Linked DNA regions of Anas platyrhynchos: region 1 is linked to region 2. The links are chromatin contacts, called in public Hi-C maps. All regions are on one chromosome and are shown on one strand. The core of a region is the stretch at or near the end of the contact, and the rest is flanking DNA. Distances in the headings are between cores, read along the strand shown.

What was found. A called contact is a pair of places that touch in the nucleus more often than the background predicts.
Region 1: a contact with region 2 is called in a Hi-C map of F1 follicle, with 4 times the contacts expected there. The contact joins the enhancer-like site here to the promoter of RNASET2 in region 2. A contact is called at or near these places in 2 of 8 Hi-C or Micro-C datasets (F1 follicle and skeletal muscle).

The regions. Positions count from the first base shown.
Region 1 is chr3:47,324,403-47,331,780 of IASCAAS_PekinDuck_T2T, forward strand. All of the region lies in intron 2 of RPS6KA2 (ribosomal protein S6 kinase A2), which reads left to right. Among named protein-coding and RNA genes, the nearest start is that of RPS6KA2, 20 kb to the left of the region's middle. Within about 2 kb of position 5,984, at least 1 of the 8 cell types and tissues checked has an H3K27ac peak or open chromatin away from gene starts, as enhancers often do. A contact at or near this core is called in F1 follicle, where this site is marked.
Region 2 is chr3:47,261,382-47,268,886 of IASCAAS_PekinDuck_T2T, forward strand. It overlaps RNASET2 (ribonuclease T2), which reads left to right and starts at 5,210. Exons shown (of 10, transcript XM_005019221.5): 1 at 5,210-5,589.

The DNA of each region.
Region 1 (7,378 bases), core at 4,734-7,233, 64 kb after region 2:
CCTTCTTCCTCTGAATCCTCTTCTCTTCTTTACCTCCACTCACTACCTGTATATTCTTTTAGCTATTTCCAAGGTTTATGAATAACTTTCCCCAAAGAAAAAGTGATATGGCAAAGAATGAATGAAGGAAGACAAACATTGCTGATCTGGAAGAAAAGTTTTTCTCTAGTTGCTTTATTTCAGATATAAGATGGGGAAACTCAGATGGTAGCTCCACCAACTTCGACTAAAGTATATTCTCAAATTCATGTGCTAGACACAGAGTTATCCTGTTGTCATTGTAGGTATCAAGCTTCTGTTTTGAAATACTCACATGCTTTAGGGTACAGTTTATTTCATTCAAGGACCTGCCTAGTTTTCCTTGTTGACTAGAAGGGGAGTCATGGGTAATTAACTTGTCTGGCTACATTTGATCAAATGAGTCAAACCCAGAACTTGTACAAGTTTAAAGGGCTTGTAGTCAGTACTTGCACATATATGTTACTCCTAGAATTTCACATGAGTTATATCATGTTGGGTGTTAGTGGCAAGTGAAATCTGTACTGTGTGGTTGCTCTGAACATACTTGGAAATTAAGGGAAAAAGGTGTTCTTTGAGCACCTGGATACTTAAGCAGATGTTTTTATATCATTTGGCCAGTTATTTGTAACAGGTGTCAGGAAATTCACCTTGTATAAACACCTCTACAGAGGATGGAGGGTTACATCCACCCCAGAGAAGTGTGGAGCTGGAATATAAAGATGTCTAGGGTTGCAGGTGGGTGTTTTTACAGCACTGCCTGTGTGAAGTTAACTGCAAATTCCCAGGTATTCAAAACTGATTCAGTATCTGTACATAGGTTTTCATACCTAAGTTGCTTAAAGTAGGTAAAATGATCAAATGACCTCTTAGTAGTTATGTGAAGTTAAACCCTAAAGTTTTATAATTACCTTCCTTCTTGTCCTGGTTTCAGTTAGAACAGAATTAATTTTCTTCCTAGTAGCTGGTGGAATGTGTGGAAGGAGCTTAGTAAATTGCAAATTCTAACTGTTCAGATCTGTGTCATTTGGAGTGGGCTTGGATTTCTTCATGGTTATTTCACTATTATTGTTTCTGTTTTGTAGCTGCTTTCTTCCCTTTTTAATTGCTGTTTGTGTGAAGTCAGTAATTAGCAGACTGATTACTGGGTTCTTTTAGTCTGGTGTAGGATTCTTTCTGTCACCGATCTGAAAAGAAAGAGGTGGGGGGTGGAAGCAGAGCATTCTGTGTACTAATGAACAGTTGCATGTTTGATGGATGATTAAAATATTCTACCTTTTTATTGACGTCTTTTGTCATTTGTGGTGCCTTGAGGTTTAAACATGATATTAAAGTATGCTTATTCATGTTTAAAAACCTGAATAGATAGCCTGTTCCTTTCATACGCTGCAGCAATCACACTCCTCACTTCCAGTGATCTGGAAGTCGAGGGAATCCTCAACATTTACCAAGGTAAAACCTTCTTTTTATTGTTTTTAGTTTGTTTCTCAGTTCTCATCTGCAGTGAGGAGATAAACCTGAAATACTTAATAGTACCTCTTACAGAAGAAAATATAAAAACAGAATGAGTAATACATTACTGTTTTAAAAAAAAAAAAAAAGAAAACCTTATTTCCAGGAATGTGCCTTATTTAATGTGTCTGGAATGCTTCCTGTAAAGAACTAATATGCTTGTTTAATGTATATTGTCTCACGTATTTCTTCTACAAAAAAAAATAAAATATATATATATATATTTGAGAGACCTCTTGTGCAGGTATCTATTACAGCAGCTTTTTAACATGATTTTCTGTTTTTCCTTTTTAAAGAGACTGAAGGATGTGAATCATCCTTCCTACAACAGGTGCTGATAGACAGAAACTAAAAAGCAAAAGTGCCTTGGTTAGGTCACTGAGCCCTCTCTGGCTGTCACCTGAAAATTGTTTCTGCCTTATATTGGAAGAGTGTACCTGTTAATTTCCCCACCCTACAGGGTGTCTGAGGGCTGTTACAGCACAGGTCGTTAAAGGTGCAGAGTGCCCTGCTTGATGTGCTGCAGCTGTGGTCTTGAAGCTTACCTCGAGCATTGTGACTAGCTGAATAGGGAGGTAATGTTAAGAGTGGTTTTATATGCTTTTAACTAAAAACAATCTATTTGAAATGCTTGGTCTCTTCACCTCCTTTCAAATCATCCTGGAAAGCTCCTTAGAAGGAGAGCAATGGGAGAAGGAAGGCTATTTTCTGTTCCTAAAAAAAAGCTTAACACTCCTCATCCTCCTAGTGGTGGTGTTGCTGGCTGGGCTGGACACAGTGGACCTCTGTGGCCTGATTTTTGCCCAGAGCCTGTCCTGCCACAGCCCTGCAGAGGGAGTTGATGGCAGAGGTGGGCTGAAGGAGTCTGAAGAGAAGCTTCCCTAGGGCAGCTTCCTTGGTCTGGCCTGCTTGTCAACATGCAGCTTGGTCTAAAAGTGGTCTTTGTTCCTTGGTGCTGGGAATGTCACCCCAGCAGGTAGGTGCTGGGTAAGGTGAGCCACCCTGAGATGTGTTTGGTGGTACAAGAAGGAACTCCCTGTCTAGGTTCTCCGTAGGTGCACAAGTGACATTGTCTGCTCTAATTATTCTGTCCCTCACAGTGCAAGAGATCAAAGCCAAATAATTAGGCATAGTATGTGTAATGCTATGTAAAACTTCTAGTTGAAAACTGAAAGAGTACCCATTTTCTTTAAATTTGGTAGGGTTACTGTAGACCTACACTAGAGGCACAGAACACATCTTTCATAGGGAATGGAGTATTTCAAGAGAGGAGGAGATAAGCCTTTGCTCTGGAGATATTATCAAATAGATCAGAAATGTCTGGTCTCTGGAATAAACTAAGCTCTTTTGAGTGGGCTGTGATGTCAACATCAGGGCAGCTGTGTAAGATGGAGCTTTGATCCAGATGAGTGATGGAAACAGTGAAAATATGCTATAGCAATCGCTGGACACCTTGCAAGCCGTGCAGGAGGTAGTGAGCAGCAGCAGGTCTTGAACACGGTGAATTTTTAAGCTGTTTTTGTGGAAGGCCATGAAAGAAGACAGTAATCTCCTAAATTGGGCGGCTCTGGTCAGTGCTAGCAGCAATGCACACCATTGTTCCCAGAAGCAAGTAAAAGGGATGATTTTTGCTGATGTAAGGCCTGTTTGCTAAGGCAAAGTTATGTAAAGCTGCTCACCTCTTTCCCAATCACTGATTGTTTTGTTATTGTTACAGTGGGAGGAAGGACACAGCATTGCTGTAGCCTTCCTGTTGCTTCCATCACTGTTTTTGATATTTTGTGTAGCAGTCCTATTACCAGTGTGATGGAAAAGAAATAGGAACAAAGCATCAAATATGCAGTGCTGTCTTCTTCAGGACTTGCAGGATGTTAACACTGCCTTTGCTGTGCCAACCTCATAACTTGAGTGGGAGCAAGAAGCAAGTGGAGGTGTTTCAGTTTGCCTCTTTGACACTTAGTCCAAGTGCCCTTGATCTTGTGGGCCCTGTATTGGTTGGGGAAACTGTTGTGCAGGTCAGCACAATGACGATAGAGAGGGAGATATAAGTAGTACTAATATCATATGGTAACTTATTACTTCATTGCAATCTACTTATAAAACTTCAAATGGTGGAAGGGAGCAAAGGACAATGACTTCACATCTCGCTTCCACTTCTCTGCAATGATCTAGTGGTATATTATATATCTTTTAAAGTTGCTGTTAGTCTCAAATTTTATGTCTTGATGGGAAGTGATTTATAGCTCTGTTATGGGCATGTTGTGGATCCTTCTAAACTAGACACCTGTTGCACGGTTTTACAGTCTCCTGGGTCTCCAGATACTAAAAGTTTCTTCTCAGTCATTTTCTCAGTGAATTGTCGCAAGTCTTGTGGATGGGTAACCTATGAACAACAGGAAAATATATGGGTATCTGTATAATGTATTTCATGTTAGCACCAGGATTACATTACATAAACTTGATCTTTTTCTGCTAGCAGCAGCAGGTCTCTTTTTCAGATCAATATTGCATCATAGGACATATACTTAATTCAAGAAGCTCAGGATACTGCAGTGTCTTGCATCACTCAAAAGAGTGTCACATAATAAATGTGTTAACTATTGAGTAAATTAAATGACATGCCCAACTATGAACAACTTCATGCTAATGGCATTACCACTGTCTCTTCCTATTAGTATTTGGGCTAGATGTGCCATCCATTTTTGGACACAGTTTTTGTAGAAGACATTAAAATGAGAATAGAGGATGAGTGCTCCAGCTTCAGTTGATGACATGCTGAGGATTGTAAAAGGGGTTGATGTTAATGCCCATACTACTATTGGTTGGTCAGCATCTGTGCTTAGTTATTTCCCCCCCCCCCTTTCTTCCTATCCACAGTGTGTTGCCTATGTAGCAGAATGTTTCCTCTTGGATTCCTGCTGTAGTAATTATTCAGCTCCCAGAGTAAGCATTTAAGTTCATGTGTTGCTCTGAGCTGCTCCTGTGATCTAGCTTCCATGATTCATACTCATGCTTGCCAACTGGAGTTAGTGTAAGGCTTAATTAAATGTGTAAAACATTTTGAACTTACTGAGTCATTTTTCCTGAAATATGGTTTGTCATGCTGTGTGTAAGCTGGCAGACTTGCACACCTCTTTGGTCCTCAGAGCCAGCTTTTGAATAAATAACTGGTGCTGGGAGGGTTGCTGTATGTACTGTTTATAGTCAACCTTGAAGTAACCACATTAAAAAGAATATTTAATAACAAAAAAATGCCCAAGACTAATGGGTATATTCTCAGTTTGCAAGTGAAAAATGTGTGCTTTTTTGTTTCCTTCATGCTCATCACAGAATTTGAAAACCCTGGAGGCTGCGTTGTCTAGCTAAAGCTGATGTAATCCTGTTGAAGAAGAAACCAGGCAGAATCCAGCTGCCCTTCCTGGAGCTATGCAGTCTCTCTAGGTTTGAAGCAGAAATTTGAGAACTATCTGCCTTTTAGGCAGACAAGCAGGTGTCCTCATGGAGATCAGCTGGGAGTCACTCAAACACTGTGTGGCTCCTGGATCCTCACTTCGACTTCCCCGATACTTCAGTTCTGCAGTGAATACTTTTGCAAATGCAGCATTTAAAACAAAATCGAATATTTTAAGCTGTAACTGTGGTGAAAACCAGCTAGAATATCTGAATTGGAAAAGAAGAAATTTAAGTTCAGCTTCCATATAGACTAACTGTTTAACTGGCTGATGAATCACTGTTGTGACTGCATAAGGCAATAGGAAATTATTCTTGTTCTTGCATGCTTTTACCAGTTTCTTCTATTCTTTCTTCTAATGGATGTCTTTAAAGCACTATAATTTGTCATATCAACTTCGGGAGAAAATGAGACAATTTGACCAAGGCTCTTCAACAAACCTGACACTTGCATTCAATTCCAATTTTTGCGGGCTGGAAGTATGCTGTAGGGACCTGAGATTTTTAGTCGTTACATTTTCTGGTACTTTAGTTATATTTAGTTATATCTGCCAGTTAAGTTTTGTACACTGTGCTATGGCTATAAGTACAGAATAGATAGGCATGGCATTTCAATTGCTTCTCTTGCCTGTGGAATGTTTCATCTTTGCAGTATTCACTTTTCAGAAAACTTGGAGCCATGGGCAGTGCTTGCTATGTGTGTAAAATGACTTGGATTTGACTTGGACTGTAAAATGGATTAGTTTGCCAGGTCTGATGCTGGTACTACGGTGAGTCTTTCATGGTAGTGTTAAGAGGACAGCCACAGGATGTTTTCTTGGGAAATCCATCCATCCATCCACCCATCCATCCATCCCCTCTGGCTGGAGCTGAAAATCCTTCTGGCTATTGCAGAATGAATTGAAGTAGGCTTAAACAGAAATGTTTTCTGTATTTCTTCTGTGGTGTTGTTTGCTTGTGAAGGCCTATATCTAATATCTGTTCTATAAATATTTCTACTTTTTTTGTTTGTTTGTTTGCCTTCAAGATATTACAACTATGTCATGGTATTTAGATTGCTGTCTTGGTGGCCTTTAAAAGTGCATTGCAAGCATACTTCTGACAGCAAAAGGAAGATAAGAATGTTACTACTTGGTGATCTAAACAGCTGTAAATATCAGTGAACACTTGTGAACCTCCTTTCTAACAGGTTTTGCTTATGACACAGTTATGAATGTGAAGTCAAGGTACTTCTGGAGTACCAAGTCAATTTTTTTTTAGCTGATGTTATTAAGGGGGGGAGAGGTTGTTCAGCTATGACAATCTACTGAACCTCCTTAAACGTGATAATTTATTCCTGGCACAATAATCCTCATTCTTGCTGAAGGTTTTAGCCCTCAGCTTTGCTGATATATGTAAAGGCATAGCTGGCTTCTCTAAATCAGACTGGCCAGCAGGAAACATGCAGAGCAAATGTTTACAGGATACTTATGCAGGCTAACTTAAGCAGAACTTCTGATCCTTTCTGCTGAGCAGAGGCACAGTATCCCAGTGGTACAGCTGGAGCGAGATCAGGGCCTGGTTCTGTGGGAGGAATGGGCCATTAAAGTACTGCTTTCCCTAGCTTACCCTCCTGCCCCTTTCATTCTCCTTTAATGTAGACATGCTCCACACGTGAACAGTTGGAGGAACTTCTCTGCAAGCAACGCAGCGCGGTCTTGTGTCTCCAGCTGACAGCTCAGGGGAGCGTTTAATGACACCATAAATGCTGCACAAGGCAGATGCTGACTGCAGGAACAGCAGTGTAGGCTGTTTTCCTAGCTGTCTGGGTATAATGATTTGTGCCATTTTGAAGAGTAAATCTAACCCAGATTAGGGTGTTCTTTTGTGTTAATTAAAGGCTTTCTGGAGTATGGTGAGCACCTGCAAATCCTGTTCACTTTGCAGTGGAGAATACAGGCACTGGGTGGCTCCTGTGGCATTGCAGGGTGAATCTCCTTGCTTATAGTCTGGCAGGAGAGAGAAGGAAAACAAAAACACTTTAGCTCTTTAGTAGCTGGACAGGGGAGTTTCTCTGGGCCTGAATAGCTGACTTCCTTACAATGCACGTGGCTGAACACTGTTCTGCAGCTTAAGGGGAGAGATACTGCTGTCCTCTGTGTGAAGACAACAGGCCTGCCTGAGAGGCTAGGGTTTTACCAGGTAGATTTGAGGAATGAGTTTTTTCTTCCCATCATGTCAAAAATATTTGTCCTTACGAGGTTAGAAGCCAAGGGAGGAGTACTACAGAGTCAGGTGACTGATCTGGGCATCCAAGTCTCTCTGTGCATTGCATATGCAAAGTTATTGTCATAAACAGATCTTCAAGACTGAAACAACTTAAATTGTTTCTCCTTGTTTCTGAGATACTTTGATCTCA
Region 2 (7,505 bases), core at 3,960-6,459:
TCTGTTTGTAAGTTACATACAAAAATAAAATGACTATCTTACCGTATCATGTGCTGCAATAGCACAAAATAAATGTAAATGGAGAAATTACTTTTTTTTTTTTTTAATAGACTGGGCTTTTTTAGTTGTCCTTTTATGTCTATAGGTGTGACTTTAGAAACATGGAATCAAAAAAAAAAAAACACAACAAAAACCACACACATGAAAAGGTTCTTTGAATGGCTCTACTTCAGTAATGAATATGTACTGTTATTGATTTAAATGGCAAGAGTCTATAAGCTTTAATGTCAGGCTTGAAACAAGACCATGAGTAACTAAGCTTCATTCTTAATTCCCAGTTGCAATTCAAAAGATGTGTTTATAAAATACAGTTAACTTATTTTCAGTTATCACATGAACTTTCTCATGATGTTATGATCAAAAGAACCATGCTATCTCAGGCTATAAATCTCTGCTGTATGTGGTATCACAGGTCTGCCAAAAGGCATAATGAAAGTTTATTTGGTTCAATGAAACCATGAAAGCATCTAGTGTGATACACACAGTACTGCCCAATCAAAGGGATCAGCATGCTAAGAGTCTAAGCTGGCAAATGAGTTTCTGTCTAGGGATCAGAAGGGAAGAGTACAGACCAAAAAAAAAAAAAAAAAAAAAAGCAAAAAAGCCACCAAAATAACGGTGACATTCTTCTATCAGTCATACAAGTCTTAAGAAACAGCCAGCACATGGAATCACTGCTACAGGAATGGATTTGGGTCCTGTTGCAGTAATCAGAAACGGTCAATTTTCGTTAGTTGTCCAGGGGAAATCTATTTTGTGCCAGTTCTACAGCTGACAGATGCTACTTACCCGTCCAAGCTGACCAGCACAACCTGGAGTCAAAAGTCTGCTCCATCATTTGCACTTTCTCCAGCGGTTTTAGAGAGGTATTACTGGAACCTCGGACACCCTCCCACACTGTACACCCACCGCTGGCCGGAGCTGGGCCAGTGAGTGATGGACCTGTGTTGGAGCAGTTTTTGAAGAACTGCAGCCTGTGGGAAGCCCACGTAGGGTCACCTCAGGAAGGATGGCATCCCATGGGAGGGACCCCATACTGGAGCAGGGGATGAGAGTGACCATGAGGGAGCGGCAGATGATAAAATGTTACAGACTGACATCCACTATTCCTTGTTCCCCTGCACTTCCCAGGGGTAGAAGTGGGTAGATGGGAGGAAGGTGGTTTTAGTTGGCTTTTAGTTGGCTTTTAGTTGGCTTTTAGAGTCTCACTGCTCTGGTCTATTAGTAACAGACAATAAATTATATTAATCTCCCATTGAACCTGTCTTGCCCATGACAGTAATTGGTGAGTGATCTCCCTGTCCTTATCTCTCATTTTCTTAGCCTCTTTTCATTGTATTTTCTCCCTCTTTTCCTCTAAAAAGGGGAAGTGAGAGAGTGGTTTAGTGGATTTTAGCTGGTGATCAGTGTGAAACCACTATAGTTCAGCAACAAATAACACTTAAAATGTCTCTCTTTGCTGACCTTTCCTTTTGAGACAAGCATTTGGCCTCCCTCTGTACTGCACATTGATCTGTTTCCCACAGAGCTCTCAATACTTGTTTTTTTTTTTTTTTTTTTTTTTTTCTGAGACTGCTTTCTCCTCCTGTCCTTTTCCTTCCTCCACTATAATTGACCTCTCTGGTTTGTGTTCCTTCACTATGTATCTTTTTCCTTTTCTTCCATTCTTCCAAGATCTTCCATGGCTCAGCTCTGCTACCTGCTACAACCACTACAGCTTTACCCAGTACTGCTAACTGAAATCCTATGACTGGCCTTTTTCCACTACAAGTTCATCAACTCTTTCAGTTCTGATATCTTCACAGAAATATCACTCTATATCTTAATGAAATCCACTCTTATAGAACCACAGCAAGGGTGGCATGAGGGGTTTGTAACATTCACTTCAGTATTTCAGCAGCACTGGCTTCCAGCTCAAAAGCATTTAGAATATTTCAAATCCTGCCTACAGATAATCCTTTTGAGCTCTGCAAAATACCAGAACATTACTTTGCTAAATATTCATCGTGTAGAGGGCAGCAAAACATTCTATTTGTCCAACTTCCTATCCAGCACACAACGTACTGTCTCAGACAGTCTCACATGCCATTATGAAGAAAATTATGCTGTCTTAAATCTATATAATTCCCAAGTCTACCTTTATGGAAATCATAGAACTGCATTGCAAGAGACACAAAAATTATTCCTACTGTTTGTGCAGCAGTGTAAATGTGACTAACACATTACCACAGAAGGAAGAGAAAGCATTTTTTTCATGGGAAATCCAATATAGACTGAAAAAGATTCTATAAAATGAACACTGCATTATTAAAAAAAAAAAAAAAAAAAAGCAGTGGTGGCATTACTACAGTTTTTAACACAATTTAAATCAAACTTTGGACATTGTAATATACATACATTCCAAAATGTGTTTATCTGATCAGAGCATTGCAAATGATTGTACAATTAAGATCGCACAATTAGGAGTAAAGTCTAGCAAGATTCATTTGTTCTATTTGTGCAATGGGAATAATCAAGGTGTGTTAAGGAAACAAAATACAAAAGCCCCTAGCACAGAATCACAGAACGGTTTTGGTTGGAAGAGACCTCTGGAGGTCATCTGGTCCAATCCCTCTGCTCAAGAAGGGACACATAGAGCAGGTTGCCCTGGACCTGTTTCAGGTCTCAGTCACCTGCAATAAATAGAGTAAGAATAAAGTGCTTCCTGATGATGTTCAGATGATACCCCTTGTGTTTCAGTTCTTGCCCATTGCCTTTTGTCCTGGCACTGGGCACCACTGAAAATAGCCTGGCTCTATTCTCTCTGGACCCTCCCTACAGGTATCTATGTACAGGTATAAGATCCCTCCTGATCCTCCCTTTTCCCTAGGGAAAACCCTAGAGGAGGGACTCTTTTTCAGTGTGTAGTGACAGGACAATGGGTAACAGTTTTAAACTTAAATAAGGTAGTTTTAGATTAGATATTACGAAGAAATTCTTCATCATGTGGATGGTGAGGCACTAGAACAGGTGCCCAGAGAGAAGCTGTGGCTGCCCCATCCCTGGAGGTGTTCAAGGCCAGGCTGGATGGGGCTTTGAGCAGCTTGGTCTAGTGGGAGGTGTCCCTGCCCATGGCAGGGGGTTGGAACTAGATGGTCTTTCAGTTTCTTTCCAACCCATGCCATTCTATGATTCTGTGATTCTATGTTAAACAGGAGTGAAACTGGTATTCACCTCTGGGGTACACTGCTAGTTTGTGGTCTCCATGTGTGCATTCCTCCCAGGTTGCCCCTGCTTGCTTCCACCAACTGTATGCTTCCTTTTTGTGTCAGGAGCTCATGTTCATCCATACAAGCCTGCTGACATTTTTACCTGGCTTCCTATTTATTGGGATGCACAGTTTTTCTGCTTGTATGAGGTAATTGTTGAATATTAACTAGCTTTCTTGGACCCCTCCTACCTCCAAGAGCTTATCCTACAGGATTCTTCCAAGCAGATCTTTGTAGAGTCCAGGGTTATGAGCAAGGTTTTCAAACTCCTCTCTGCCCTTAGGATCCTGAACTCCACCGTCTCATAATAGTCTATCTTGACTCTTAAATCCCAATCTGAATGAAAATTGCTGGAAGGTAGAAAAATGTATTGTTTTGAAGAGTTTTATATAAGATCTTTAAAGAAGATGAATCATGCCAAACTCTTGTTGTTGTTGTTATTGTTTTCCAACCAAAACATTTCAGTATTCATTACAAACATAAGATACAATTAAGTTTGTTTGGAATTTTTTGAGGAAAATGATCTTTTCGTGAAAAATTTAGATGAGATTTTTCATGAATGAAAAGAGGAGATGAGATTTTTCAAATGTTTTGACGTACCCTCAGTACGTAATTTGTAGTCATATATTCATGATATAAAAAGGTTGAAAACACTGAAAATAGAACCTGTCTTTCTTTCTCATTAGAGGTGTCAGCATCTGCATCTGATACAATGATTGATTTAAGATTTTTGATTTATTAACAATTTTCTTGTTTCCAGTACATAGATGAATATTAAATGGAAATTCTTAGGGTGATATCTATCCAAAGTCACTCGCTCTCCCTTGTCTACCTTTCTCATATTTGCCAAAAACACTTATTTTAATAATAGCCTCCATTAACATACACTATTTTGTAATGATACCATGACATAAAAGCATGGCTTCATTGCATACCTACATAATTTCAGATCAGCTTTGAACCTCCCTTTAAAACCACCTTAAAGGGGAAACTTGTTTTTGGGCTTAGTTTCCTCAAAACGCAAAGTGTTCGTCTGCAGCCTCAGAATGTAAATCCCTCTTATGCCTCAAAACAGGATCAGCATTGGTGCGCAAAACCTCGACAGCTCACTCTTTTCATCCCTACTCTGCAAAGATGAGGTCTGAGGATGAGAGAATAACCCAGTGTCTGTGTCTGCTGCCGACTCCTCATGGGCAGTGATGAAGATTTCTGTGCCAGATGGAGCCGTGGATGCCCTCAGCAATAGGGGGAGGAGAAGCAATGATGAATACAAGGCTTTGGCAAACTTCATTGATTTTAACTCTCAACAAAATTTCTGTAACTTCTGATACCTCAGACACCACCAGGGACAACAGCAGATGGCTCACTGGCTCCTTTCAGCATGACATTTTCATGTTTCCATAGACAGGTGGGCAAAGATTAGTTTTGCCTCATCCTCCTTGTTACTGTGTAAACGTAACGAGAATATGTTACCAGGGAGTAATAAGGCAACTTTAAACAAAGACTTCACCACAAAGGCTGTCATTATTTTGTTCAAAACAACTGCTGCTTTGCTTGTGGAAGTAGATCTGCCCACATATTTCTCAAGCGTATTCACGGAGGCCGGTTGCGACATAGCTCCAAAGCAGACAATGGGGATGAACAATCCCGCATGGCATTTACGATTCACTCATCAGCCGCCCCTTGGCTCCCCTCACCCGCGGGCTGAGCACGCTTGGGGCACGCAGCGGCCTCGCCGGGCCCGAGCCCCTCTCCCCGGGGCACAGCCCTGCCTTGGCCGCCTGCAGGCCGGGGGGCTCCGGGGCCGCCATAGCGGCGGGGAGGCGGGCACGGCCCGGCATGGCCGCGGCCTCGGCCTCCTCGGGGCGGGCGGCCCCGGGTGCGCTCCGCCCTCAGCCTCCGGGACCAGGAGGAGGAGGAGGAGGAGGAGGACACGGACAGTTTTGGTGTCCTCTTGTCACTTGCAGTCATCTCTCTGAGGTCTTGGCCGTGCTGCGCTCTGTACAGAAATGTCTCTGTGTTAAAATGTGATTTTTATTTTTTATTTTTTCCCCTCAAAAACAACAACAACAACAACAAAGCTGTAACGCCGCGCCCAGAGCGGAGCGGTGTGCGGGTTAATGTGCGAGGAGGGCACGCGTGCAGCCTTGCTCGAGACTTCCCCAGGAAGTCAGCGCGGCTGCTGAGCGCAGCACCGGGCGGTCCCAGGCTCCTTCCAGCCCTCCTGCCCCAGCTGTGCTGCCTGAGAAACTCCTGCTACAGGGCTGCAGTGACGCTGGACGTGAGTACTGCGTGTGGAAATCTTTAAAGCGCTTTCTCTAGTTACTCAGCAGTCAGGCTGGGAAAGAGTGGGTAGCCGGGAGAGCGCTATGGAGGTGAAAACTGCTAGAGCTGAGAACATTGCTAGAAAGAAATAACATGGCTGTCTGCCTTGGTGTGTGTTCCCCTGCTTGAGATGGCACCAAGCCTGGGTGCACCTTTTCGCACTGCTAGCTGCCGTGTAGCTGAGGTGCCCTGTGCTCTCTAGCCACTGCTGCCGACATCAAGCAGGCTGTGAGCTGTGCTGTTAGCGATGCAAGTCCTCTCACAGATGTGTTAAGTGCTCCTCTGCAGCCTCTTCTCTATTCTCTGAGTCTATACGCCTGAACTAAATGTAAACCAGGAAACCTTACATGACCTTTATTGGTCAAGCTAGTTGTTAAAAGCCAAAACGAAACTAAGGGAGTAGAATAAAGTTAATTGCTGACGTCCAAAAGAAGTATGTGCTATGTCAACAGTCTATTCAATATGCTGTGTCAGAATTCAAACAGCAGTAAACATGTTAAAGATCCTGTCACTATTTATTACAAGAGCAAGTTCTGTCCAGTCCTTGATAAGTCTGGGCAGGTAATTTTGACAGCACAGAGCAGTGTTTGTATAGCTGAAAGTGGGCTTGTCCTGATACAGTTACAGACACACGTAGTAATGCTCTGCATTAGTATCCAGACACAGTAAACCAAGAATCATCCTGAAGCTCTTCTTATTACTTGGGCTTTTATCTATAGGGAAAATGAGTCAATAGACTAAATTTTCAAGCAGTGACTTTGTGCTTCTGTGCATTTTTCATTTTATGTTGTAGGTTCTCCAAATTACAATCTTTAGGAATATTATGACTTTTTATAACTAACTTTCATAATACAAAATTTCTGTTTCCTCTTATTAACATATTATATGCTAATTACACACCAGTCTTTTTTTTTTTTTCCTCGTATGTGTGGAATTAGAAATCCAGTGTAATTTACTAAACAAAGCAAATTTCCATTAAAACATGAACATACTTCGTACATCTTAGTTGTTAATACAGTTTTAATTTGGATATGTATTTCCTCAGGCCTTTGGGTGCTTTTCAGGTGAGACTGACAATTTTCCTCTCCCAACATCAATGTCACAGACTGATAAAAGACAAACTCTAGTAATCAGTCAGTCATGATGATGTCATCATAGCTGCACTGTTTTCTTGCTGGTTTCCACTAGGGTCTTCTGAACTAAAACCTCAGCATGTGTTGCTTATCAGTGGAAAGTGTCCTTCTTATATAAAAGTTTAGGGGCTATTAGAGCTATTTGCTGTCCCTGTTGTCCTTATGCTTCAGTTTCAGGGGCCAAAGCAATATGCAGAATAAACATTATTCCATTGATCAGATAACAGCATTTTCTGAAGCCCCAAATCAAGCTGTTATTTGACCAAATGTAGGACTCAAATGAAAAAGGAGATTATTGTCTTTATGCTTTTTTGCAACTTTGTCTCTGGAAAAAGCCATTTCTTTGTGCCTGCCTGTCCTGTTAAGTCATACCAGTTTGCAAAAGAAGTGTCATAATGTTTGCTACTTTATCTTTCTTTCACAGTCTACTTCCTGAAGATGTTTGTTTTTTCTCCCAGACTCTTCTACAGTGTAGCCTTTCTGATTACTCTGTGTAACATTATTGTCTTTACTTGGTACTTTCATCTGTCTGAAGAAATGTGATTTTGGAGGCAGGGCAGAATCTTATGTGAAGGCTCCTTTTGTCTCTCAGTGTTTTAACTTGGCTATGTGGTTTATCATGCAAAAAGCTGTCTTGCTTGCTTGGTTGTCGAATTAAAATAGCAGTAGGTAAAATCATAAATAGGTCTATAAAGCTCAGTATCACTTTATTAATTCCTGCTGTTCAAGTGAAAAGACT